Linked DNA regions of Mus musculus: regions 2 and 3 are each linked to region 1. A link is a contact called in public promoter capture Hi-C data. All regions are on one chromosome and are shown on one strand. The core of a region is the stretch at or near the end of the contact, and the rest is flanking DNA. Distances in the headings are between cores, read along the strand shown.

Evidence for each region. Promoter capture Hi-C pulls out the DNA fragments that hold promoters and counts their contacts.
Region 2: a promoter capture Hi-C map of liver shows a contact between it and region 1. The contact joins the enhancer-like site here to the promoter of Iah1 in region 1. A contact is called at or near these places in 9 of 39 promoter capture datasets (the C10 cell line, cranial neural crest, embryonic stem cells and 6 more), 1 of 484 Hi-C or Micro-C datasets (pre-megakaryocyte-erythroid progenitors), 3 of 115 datasets of contacts at active chromatin or transcription factors (effector CD8 T cells, embryonic stem cells and pancreatic cancer cells) and 3 of 9 other capture datasets (adipose tissue, liver and pancreatic islet).
Region 3: a promoter capture Hi-C map of liver shows a contact between it and region 1. The contact joins the enhancer-like site here to the promoter of Iah1 in region 1. A contact is called at or near these places in 9 of 39 promoter capture datasets (the C10 cell line, cranial neural crest, embryonic stem cells and 6 more) and 3 of 9 other capture datasets (adipose tissue, liver and pancreatic islet).

The regions. Positions count from the first base shown.
Region 1 is chr12:21,314,552-21,318,137 of GRCm38.p6, forward strand. Iah1 (isoamyl acetate-hydrolyzing esterase 1 homolog) reads left to right here and starts at 1,841. Exons shown (of 6, transcript NM_026347.3): 1 at 1,841-1,961; 2 at 2,825-2,877; 3 at 3,347-3,495. The coding sequence starts at 1,881. It overlaps Cpsf3 (cleavage and polyadenylation specificity factor 3), which reads left to right. Exons shown (of 18, transcript NM_018813.3): 18 at 97-505. The coding sequence ends at 198.
Region 2 is chr12:21,224,328-21,228,006 of GRCm38.p6, forward strand. Asap2 (ArfGAP with SH3 domain, ankyrin repeat and PH domain 2) reads left to right here. Exons shown (of 29, transcript NM_001135192.1): 13 at 1-65. Among named protein-coding and RNA genes, the nearest start is that of Gm40855, 25 kb to the right of the region's middle. Within about 2 kb of position 2,189, at least 155 of the 459 cell types and tissues checked have an H3K27ac peak or open chromatin away from gene starts, as enhancers often do. A contact at or near this core is called in adipose tissue, effector CD8 T cells, hematopoietic stem and progenitor cells and 3 more, where this site is marked.
Region 3 is chr12:21,207,375-21,211,409 of GRCm38.p6, forward strand. All of the region lies in intron 7 of Asap2 (ArfGAP with SH3 domain, ankyrin repeat and PH domain 2), which reads left to right. Among named protein-coding and RNA genes, the nearest start is that of Gm40855, 42 kb to the right of the region's middle. Within about 2 kb of position 1,982, at least 47 of the 459 cell types and tissues checked have an H3K27ac peak or open chromatin away from gene starts, as enhancers often do. A contact at or near this core is called in adipose tissue, hematopoietic stem and progenitor cells and liver, where this site is marked.

The DNA.
Region 1 (3,586 bases), core at 591-3,090:
TGTGGCTCATATCCTGGCAATCTGCCTCCAGGGCTTAGAGTGCTCATTTTCATGCAGGGGATAATTCTAGGCTGAAGTTGGCGCTTTTATTTTCAGGCTGTAGAATGTGAAGAAGGAAGTGAAGATGATGAATCCCTCCGAGAAATGGTGGAACTGGCCGCCCAGAGACTGTACGAGGCTCTGACGCCGGTGCACTGACAGCCTTGCCTCCCAGACTCCCAGACTTTTTTACACTCAGCCAAGAGTTAACTTCTGTTCTTCAAATAAAATAACCTTAGTTTCTCCGGGGGTGCCTGTTTACTTTTGCATCAGATGGCTTGACTACTGCAGGACCACCAACTGATGTGTCCTTTATTCTCCAACTAATCCTCAAGGGAGCCACTTCTGCCTGAGCACCACACTGAGTCTGCCTCCAGGCACTTTCCGCAGTGTATGCTGAAATCTTCAGCTCTCCGTCTGTCTTCCTCTGGTCTGTACTGGCAAATCTGAGTTTTGAGTTGAATGCAAATGTTGTGCCACAGCTTTGAAACCCCTGTTCTCCACACCCTTACCCAATTCCTTGGCTTATGATTCTAAAACCACCACTTTTAGGACTCATCTGTTATGGGATCTACATGTTCAATTCAGAGATGGGGTTTTATGCCTCAGATGTAGTGTGAGTTAGTTCATTAGTCTGGTTTTCTAAAGGACATAAAATTCAGACCAAGGAGAAAGTGGGTGGAGCTCAGTGATGTTTCTCTGATGTTAAAATTAGTCAGTTCAAGCCAGATTCAAGTACATAAAAAACGCAGGTTTGTTGGGCCATCAAGTTCACTGGTCCCAGGGCTGTCAAGATGGCTCAGCGGGTAAGACCACTGACTGCTCTTCTGAAGGTCTGAGTTCAAATCCCAGCAACCACATGGTGGCTCACAACCACCCGTTATGAGATCTGCTGTCTGAAGATGGCTACAGTGTACTTACATATAGTAATAAATAAGTCTTGGGGCTGGACCAGAGCAAGCAGAGGTCCTAAATTCAATTCCCAACAATCACAACCATCTGAACAGCGTACTCATATACATAAACAAATCTTAAAAAAAAAAGTTCATTGACTACTACAGAAGAGTCCAGCCCCTGTGCTGGACAGTCCAGGGTTGGGGGCAGGGTACCAGGTAGGGGCTGAGCAGCGATGCTGAAAGAACCTGGAGGCCAGGTTTGCTATCTATGTAAAATAGCAACACTTCAGTTCCTTGCTGGGATTGTCACCCTTCTCAAGGGAGTGCTTCTCCTTCAGAGCACACTATCAAGGCAAAGAACTTCGCCCATGTAGCCTGTCTTGTCTACCTACCCTCTTGGGTGTGTAAACGCTCCGGTGCTTTGCTAACAGTGTAAATCTGACTTCCTTAAAATGAAATTTCTATAAAACAGCCAAATTCCCATGTTTTTGGCCTATACCAAAAGCCTAGGGCCCCCATAACATACAAAAATTTATTACATAAAACTAGAAATTTCCTTTTAATAGCTGGGGCATGTGATACCGTGAAGTCAGGCGGTCTACAGTGAGGGTCCCTAGACACCTCTATCTTTTACTGTGCCCATCAAGTCCAGTACTGGAAGAGGAAATCCTCCACTTGGGCATGGCCAAAAATGGACGAGTGCTCCTGCTAAAAACGAGATTTCCAAGCACCACAGCTATCCCCAGTCTCGGAGAGGCGGGGTTGGGGTGAACCGGTGGCAGGACTCACCCGGCCGGGGACACTCGCTTCAGGAGACCTGAGTGCAAAGAGGTTTGATCTGGGGCTCACCCCGCCCACGGCTAGCCCCGCCCGCAGCTAGCTCCGCCCACGGCGCGAGGCTCCTCCACATCCGGCGCAGCCCTGCGGGGTTTTGGGCTTTCTACCATGTCGCTGTGCGAGCGAGCTGCTAGCGGGAGCGCTCTGCTCTGGCCTCGCGTGTTGCTCTTCGGGGACTCCATCACGCAGGTACCCGCCGCACCCTCGGCTGCATCCGCGTGCGTGTCGGAGCAGTCCAGGCGCGGTTCTCCCCCACCCCACCGTGCTCCGCGAGCCGGTACGGATCCCGAGCTGCCCGACTCCCCCGGACTCTGGATGGCCCGGTGCGCGTCGGGGTGCACGGGAGCTTAAAGGGTCCGCCTTCGCTTGGTTGCAACCTCCTGCGGGTTCTTCACCGAAGCTACTTTGAACTTTGAACCGACTAGTTCACTCCTCTCTTCCTCAAGCGGCTTAGGTCCAGTACCAAGTGGTTTTTGAAAACAATGCTTTCAACAGCATGAAAAAGTAACCCTATCTGAAAACATATAGTTCCCGATTGAGGAAATTCTTCAAGATGCCTTCCTTCAGGGAGATTAAAAAACAAAACAAAACAAAAAAAGACGCTTCTCCACAATTTACTCGTACGCGGGCTTGGCTTTCCCTAGTAATTGGCAACATTGTTTTTAGATATTGGGCATTAAGTTTTTGTGAGTGGGCGAGATGGCGCAATACTGCTGGAGGATTGCCATGACTGTCAGGGAAATCAATAGAGCATAGGCTTCCTTAGTTTTCAGCTGTGGAGAAATGGGATAACATTATGTCAGCTGACTCAACATAGTTGAGCTTTCTGCTGTTCAGATAACGAATGTCTCTAATGTTAGGTCACAGTAAAACCCTCTCATGTCCAGAGAGTTTCCAAGTGAAGCCACAGTAATTCTCAAAATACCTTCCCAAGCAAGGAAGGCAAGAAAGAAGCCTGGGAGTGTCTAAACGGAGTCTGCATCTAACAGGCCTGGCCCACCACCATGCCATAGTGTATAGCTGTGTGGGTAGTAACAGACTTCTTTCTTCAGTTTTCTTTCCAGCAGGGTGGATGGGGCTCGTTGCTGGCTGACAGACTAGTCAGGTAAGAACAGTTCCTAGATTGTACTTGGCTACTTTCTGGTGGGAAGCATAGTCAGAGTGAATGGTGGAGGCTTTTATCTGCTAGCTTTCCCCTCCTGGATACATGTTAAAGGAAAGGAATTCAGGTTCAACAAAATCGAGTTTCTACCACATGGGAACCAGCAGCACTTGTATTGGCTGCTCTGCCTTCCTGGAACCTTTCAAACCAGCCTGTTAGTGGGTTCCTAACGTTCTGTACCCGTTTGGTTAACGTCTATCGGAAAGTCCATTTTAGATGTACCTTGAGTCACCACTAAAATGTATAGAATTAGACCCTTGTATGGAATTCATATCTCATTGAGGGACATGAGGAGTCTGGGCAGGGTGAGCGTTCCCATAAGGTTCACAGAACACGGGTTAATTATGGACAGCTCCCAGGACTAGGTTATGCTCTTAGCTCATAACCCATCTTTTTAACCAATTTCTTTCAGAAAGTGTGATGTTCTGAATCGTGGATTTTCAGGTTATAACACCAGATGGGCCAAGATTATCCTCCCAAGACTTATCAGGAAAGGGCCTGGGATGGAAAACCCAGTGGCCGTTACAATCTTCTTTGGTGCCAATGACTCTTCACTCAAAGGTAAGGACATCCCTAGATCACCTTTGGTTTGCCTGGACTCAAACAAATACATGTTTATATTACTCTCCCACCAGACTGCTTCTGTATCTCC
Region 2 (3,679 bases), core at 939-3,438, 90 kb before region 1:
CAACCTGCTAACCTGCCAGGTGAAGACCAATCCTGAGGAGAAGAAGTGTTTCGACCTCATATCACGTAAGTTCTTTCCCAGACTGAGCAATGGTCATTTTACGCATACCTGGAGCTTCAGCCTTTTGAAGGCCGTAAGGTGGTCTTAAGGTGGTTGGGTATTATGGCATAAGCTTGTAAAACCAACACTCAGGAGGCTGAGACAGGAGGATTATGAGTGTGAGGCCAGTGATCTGCCTCTTATCTTTCTAGTGCTGATTGGTGGCTTGCTGGTCCTTGGTTAGACTTGGCCTTTGAAGCCAACCCTGTCCCACCTGCTCTGTAAATTGAGAGCCACCCTCTCCACTTGAGCCTCAGCTACTCTGGATGAATCTCAGCCCTAAAATCCTTTCACCTGCCTTCTTCACATGACAGTTTTGCTGTGTGGAGTTTCTATAATTTGTTTGTGTGGTGTTTTAAATGCTATATCTGGAGGCCAGTGAGGTGGCTCAGTGGGTTAAAGTCCCTTGGCTGCCAAGCCTGACAACCTGTGTTTTATTCCTGGATCTCATGTGGTAGAAGGAGCAAATCTATTTCTGCAGGTCACACACATACACACACACACACACACACACATACACACATACACACACACATACACACATACACATACACATACACACATATACACACATACACACACACATACACACATACACACACACATACACACACATATACACACATACACACACACACATACACACATATACACACATACACACACACATACACACACACACATACACACACATATACACACATACACACACACACACACATATACACATACACACACACACACCATGGTGCACATAAGTCCTCTCCCTACACAAAACATAAGTAAATGTAATAAGGTTTTTTTTTTAAAGCTCAAAACAAAAATGATTAGGTTTTTAATACAGCCCTTTAACTTGAGTTTTTTTAAAGTTGTTTATTTTTCCCACTACAGAATTTGCATTTTTGCTCCTGTGTATTTCTCAGCTTTGTGGTGTACACAAAAGAACTGCCATAACCAGCAATTACAGAAATCGTTTACTCAGAACCTTCCAGAAACAAGGAAGGGGCTCATGACATCTTAAGGAAAATATGATAAATACCTTTTGTCCCCGGTCATTGTGCGTGGCATGATTATAGTTCAGGAAAGGGTGGGCCAGTCTTCCCTCTGAAGTGGTGTCCCCAGCAATCCAGCACAGCAGTGGAGTTTACACAAAGCACTAGCCTGAGGGGCCTAGGCTGTTGGCGTGTCCATCAACCCTAGCATGCCATCCCACGGTCTGATTAATTCTTCAGACCACATGACTGAGACCTCAGAGCCAGTGCGATGTGATTTAACACTCAAAGCAAATCGAGAAGTCTGGTCAAGCCGTCTCCACCACCTGTGTGGCTTGTACCCCTCAGCAGGCTTCAGTCTGCAGACCCACTACACTGAGCCACAGGCCAAGCTGAGCTAGGTGACAGGGGAGCCATCTTTATGCTGAGCTAGGGAGATTGCTCAGTGGGTTAGAGCACTTGCTGTAAGCATGTGCCTCTAACTCCAACTCTGTGAGGGAGGGAGAGACAGGATCACTGGGTTGGGGTGGGGGGAGAGGGAGGGAGAGAGAGAGAGAGAGAGAGAGAGATTGATTGATTGATTGTGTTGCTTCCTGTCTCCTCAGTCTGGTAGGTTCCATGTGTAGCAAACCTTACTCTCAGAATTCCATCTACAATGTAAAATGCTAAGCCTTGACTGTATTTTACATGTGACCACTACCGGGTCACCTCCTCTAGACTGTAACCTAAGCTTGAGTTAGAGGAGAAAACGTGATGGTGTCATTAGATGTCTGCTAGTGGCTGGAAAAGCAGGTTTTCAACCCTTCTTTAAAAAAAAAAAAAAAAAAAAAGATAGCCTGTTAAAAAGATGTTACCCTATGCGTGAGTTCCCTTGGGTACCACGACAGGACTTGGTAGCCATCTGAGCTTGGCCGAGCTTTGGGTACCACAGTGAGGTAGGTGCAGCACCTCCTCAGCTGTCACCACGGTGCAGAAGCACTTGCTCCAGAACCTTTCTCCTGCGTGTTTTCAGCTCATCAGGGAGGAGTGAGCACACATAGGAAGGGCACACAGGCCTGCTAGGTGTGAATCGTTGCATCCTGAGGATGTGGGTGAAGTGACTAGTGTGTGAGTCTGGTTATGCCCGAGGGCAGTGATGCAGACAGACTTCACCGTGATCACACTGTTGACTTTGTGGCAGCTTGAGATGTTCCGTGAATCTTGGCCACAACCACCGTTCGCTGTTGTGGCTATGCAGATGCAGAACACTAGTTATGTTGAAAACCTGTCTCACCCACTACTCCTGCTTGGTCTTCAAGGGGCAAAATTAATTCCAGTCCTACCCAGTTTTCAACTCAGCAGATGTTCAAAGTATCTAATACCTCTGGGAACATCTGGTGGGAATGCTTTCTGCAGAGCTGCCGGGGCTTAAGCTCATGTAGAGACCTGAAATGCACGGGCTAAAGCTCTGATGCTAGTGCTGTCCTGAGAAGGTGGGAAGGGTCGGGGGTGGGGACTGGCTCATTTAGCACCCTATTCCCTCTGCCTCCTGACTAGTGGAGCAAATGCCATCAAATGTCCTTGATTTTAACATAGTTGTTGGGAAATCAAAGATGAACCCAATGCCAGGCCAAGAGACAGCAGGCCTGTGAGAATGTAGCTGCTCCCCAGGAGTCATCCTTCTCCTCACTGATCATTCTGTATTGAATCTGCTGAGAGGATGACAGGCTGGCTGGCTGCCTTGAGCTCCTGCCTGCAAGGCCCGCCCCCACTGTTATCTCCCGCTCCCAAACAGGGGCTTCCCATTCTGATCTAGAGGGAACGTGTTCCTCTAGGGGGATCTGTCTGCAGTAAAGCCAGCCCTTTGGGACCTGTCCAGTCTTGTGCCCTCAGGCACACTCTTGAGCCATTGTCTTTGAGCCACACAGGCACCCTAGGAAGGACTGTGGTTAGAATTATGAGATAACTTGGCCAGTCTCCCAGACAGGATAGAGCTCAGAGGGCCTTGGTGGCATGCCTTTCTACAGCCCCAAACGCTTCTCTTGTGGCAGAAGCTCATGGAAACTGCCCTGGTCTAGGTGGCTTTCCAGAGAGCCTGCAGAGAGGGCGTTATTATTGGGACACTTTGTACAGAATGACCTCCCATTTCTCCAGTGCCCAGTGGGATTACTGGCAGAATTAGTCAGCAGATGACAAAGCCACACCCAACCTGGCTGTAAAGTAGCTCAGTGTGGGCCCAGGACACTGACATGCCCTCCAGTCACAGCTTCCTGAGAACTCTGAGGTCCACTTGGCAAGCTCCCAGCTAGAACTGTGGACCTGCCCCTCTGGCCGTCTTCCTAGGAGGCTGGGTGGGGCTGTGAGGTGCCTGGGAGAAGAAGGTGGCCATGCCTCTTTGCTCACTTCAGTCTGCTGCAATCCAGTATTTGTCTAACTTGAAGTAGTTCTCTTTGCCTGTTCCTCTCTTTGGTGACAGATAGATTGTAAACAAGTGATGTCTGACTCCCCCTGGTGTTAAGATTTTAAAGAAACAAAACCTCTGCTCTGAGCCTCACTTGTGTCTGCACTTGACCCCTCTTGATACTTGGCCCCAATTAGACGGCCCATCA
Region 3 (4,035 bases), core at 732-3,231, 110 kb before region 1:
AGTCAATAGGAAAGAAATACTTCATGTTCTAGGTACTTAGCTCTGTTCTCTGGATGTCAGCCTCCACATGATTCTCTTTCTGTCCCAGGCCCCTGAGCACTGGTGTAAGTGCACACCCATGGCTCTTTTACTCACTGACCCAGCAGTCTTTGATGGAATTCATGCTGTGTCAGGCTTTATGCAAGGTGCTGAGTTAAAGGGATGTGGTTGGGGAGATGGTCGTAGGCATTGGATGTTTTCCAAAGTGTTCTGAAGACTGGAGAGATGGCTCAGCTGCAAAGAATGCGGCTGCTCTTCTAGAGGGTTCAGGTTGGATTCCTAGTGCCTACATAACAGTTCACAACCATCTATAACTCGAGTTTTGGGAGAACCCAATTCTTCTGACCTCTGAGGACTCCTGCAGGTATGTGATATACATACATTCACGTACACACGTGTACACATAAAGCCAAACAAATACATTATACATTAAAAAAAAAAAAAAAGAGTAGCCTCGGACAGTGGACTTCCATAGAGTAGGCTGAGATAAAGTACTTGGCTGGACTGGTCACAGCTGGAGTGGAGAGTGTGGAGTCTCAAGTTGCCACCTCAGATTGTTTACCTCGCCCTGGATGGGCTTTGCCTAGGGCTGGTGTCACTGCCCATACCTTGTTCCTTTTCTGAATGTCAGCAGAAGTCCCCTGGTTTCTCCTGGGCCTCAGTCCCTGCAGCAGCCCTGATGGGCTCTTGCCTCTGCTACAGTCTTGCTGTGCCTTCCAGATGGCTCTTCATTCATTCCCATGTCCAGAGCTGCTACGTGGACCAGCCACATATGTGCAGCAGGGCTTGTGAGCGCACCCCTGTATGGCTCTGGTGACCTAGTATGGTTGTGGTGACATAGCCTCTCTGCAGTTATGATCGGGGAAGCTTGTGCTGGGGAAGATTGGCCCAGAGTCAAGAGGACCTGGTATTTCTAGAATTTTTAAGGTGGTTTCCCTGACCGACTCAAAGCAATGATGGTTCATCAGAGAGTGGCTGCTCTGTCCTCCCCGTAACCCGAGTGCCAGGCTATGTAGGAAGTGGGTCGCTTCCTTGCTGAGTTTTTATTTTTAGGAAGAAGTTATTCTCAGATTTCCGTTTTGTTTTTTTTTTTCTTCTTCTTTATTTTGCACAAACTTATCAGTTGGGTAGCAACGGGCCACTTGTGGAAAGTGAATTACTTGGCCTTTTATGGCCACGAGCTCAATAACCTTCTAAAATATGAATCTTCCTGCTTCCTCTTTGGATGAGTGCTAGTGTGTGGGCATGTGTGGGGGCTGCATCTTCACATTGGCTAATTCATATTTGGGGAGATACAACAAAGCCCAAAAGCTTGGCTCTCAGACCCTGTGAACCTGAGGCCGCATGTGCGTTCTGCAGGCTATAAACTCCTTCCCACTCCCTCCTCGGGTATCTGGGTCCCGAGCCTCATAGCTTCCTCACCACAGCTGTCTTCTGTGAATATGAGAAGCCTCTGTGTGGTATCATCTTCTTAGGACAACCTCCATGTACCTTATTTAATTTTGCTTCTTAAATTCATTTTTGCTTGTCACATTTTGTTGCAGCTTTTTGAAGTATTTTTGAAGAATGCATCATGGATTTTTATTTCTCGTAAAGATAGCATTGGCATCCCTGGAGCAGCTGAAGGGGTAGGATGCTGTTTTGTAATAGAATCTAGAAGTAGGGCAGCCTTTGAAACGGTAACTAAAATGAGGCGGTCACTCTCAGAGGTGGAAGTGGGTGTTAGTAGTTACTGCTCAGAGCCATCATGGCCAGCTATACACGATGGACTTGAGATATTGCATTGATGAGACTTGGGAACCAGAGCTCTGGCGGGCTTTCCTTTCATGCCAGGAAAGGACGTGTGCTACAGTTAGATCCTCAGCAGATGAGGTACCTGTCAGGTGTGATGGTAGTATGATCGTGAAAGGCTTGGTATACGGGAGAGGACCAAAGATTGCATCTAAATAGTTCTATTTCCAGGTCTTGAAAGTCTGGTTGAACCGGCTAGAGAGTGTCTAACAGGCCAGAGAACAAAGTCCGACTTGATAGCGCCGATGATAAAAGCTCTTTGGCTGGAGGAAAATGCTTGACTAGGGAAAATGCTAATAGGCTTTGGGGAAAGATTCAAAGAGACACACACGGAGGTCACCAAAGCAGCCAGCCCTTGAGCCTCTGTACTTTGAAGCTGCTGGCCAAGCCTGGCGTTCTCCACAAGGAGCGCACTGACAGATGGGAGCTTTGAAAGGGGTGGGGGTGGGCATTATAGGTGGATTCGAGTAAGTATATCAAGGCTGTGACAAAGATGAGATCTATGTTTTTAGCCCAAGTTTTTAATCACTCTTCTGAGTGCACTCTCCAGGAAACATGTATGTGTGAGAGCCAGGTCCCGGAGCCCTTGGCTACATGCTTGCTTGCTCTCTCCACCTACCTTGGGGAGAGTTGCCAAGCTCCAGAGGTGCCTAGGGCTATGCACCTGTCCCCTCCCCAGGCACCACTGCCTTCAGGAGCTGTTGTGTTTTCTACTTTTCCTGTATTTGCATTCTCTGTCTCTTCCTCTTCTATGACCTAGCTACATTACCAGAATGCTAAGAAAATCATCACATAAAGAAAAACTTTAAGCCACAGGGATCACATGAGTTCACAATAGAAGCAAACCCAGTTTCTGGTTCCCATAACTCCATAGTTCTTCAAGGTTTCTGTGTCAATTTAGGAGGCCCAGAGAGGCAGGGGACCTGGCATTTCTGCCCTTACTCTGACCACAAACACCTGGACAGATCACACACTGCCACAGGGACTGAGTTGCTAATCCAGAAGCACAGTCTGTTCAGAACATACATACCAGATAAACCAAGAATGGTCAGTATCCGTGTGCGGATACTCACATCCGTGTGCGTGTCTAAGGAGTGAGGTAAGAACTCTAGCAGCCTGGTGTCAGTGTGTCCATAGCTCACTGTGTGTGTGTGTGTGTGTGTGTGTGTGTGTGTGCATGCATGCATGTGTATATGCATGTGTGTGCATATGTGTGTATGCATGTGTGTATATATATATACATGTGTGTATGCATGTGTTTATATGCATGTATATGAATATATGTATGTGTGTATGCATGTGTGTGTGTATCCATCACTAAGCTGAGTTACAGGCTACAATGTTTTTTTCATGACCCCTTTGTTTTATGACACACAGTATGAAAGAGTCTCACAGGATCACTGGTGAATTTAAAAGGAAAAAGGAAAAATCACCTATGTGAATATTGTATGTGAGACCCAGGCCATTTTCTTCTTGGCCCATATATAATTTTTAAAGAGATATTTATTTATTTATTTATTTATTTATTTATTTATTTAATGTATGTGAGTACACTGTAGTTTAGTTGTACAGATGGTTGTGAGCCTTCATGTGGTTGTTGAGAATTGAATTTTAGGACCTCTGCTTGCTCCAGTCAACCCTGCTTGCTCCAGCCCAAAGATTTATTAATTATATATAAGGACAGTGTAGTTGTCTTCTGACACACCAGAAGAGGGCGTCAGATCTCATTATGGGTGGTTGTGAGACACCATGTGATTGCTGGGATTTGAACTCAGGACCTTTGGAAGAGCAGTCGGTGCTCTCATCCACTGAGCCATCTCACCAGCCCCCTCAGCTATATTCTTATCATTTATTTTTAAATTTGTGTGTGTATGTGTGTGTGTGTAGGTGTGTGATGCTTGTGTGTCATTGGGTGGCCCAGAGGTCAGAAGACCACTCTGGGAATCCATCCTCTCCTTCCATAGTCTCTTTTTCTGCCGCTATATGTGTTTCTGGCCAGTTTTCCTGTCTTCACCTCCTTCTCACCGTAGGAGTGCTGGCATTAGAATGCACACCACATCTGCCTTCTTGTGTATGTTTCTCAGGAATGACTGAGTTCTGGGTGTCAGGCTTATCAAACAACTGAGTTTCCCCAGCCCAGCAGGGTGCCTGACTTACTTTTCCTATGATAAAATAGCCTATAAAAGCATGTTAAGGAAGAGAGAG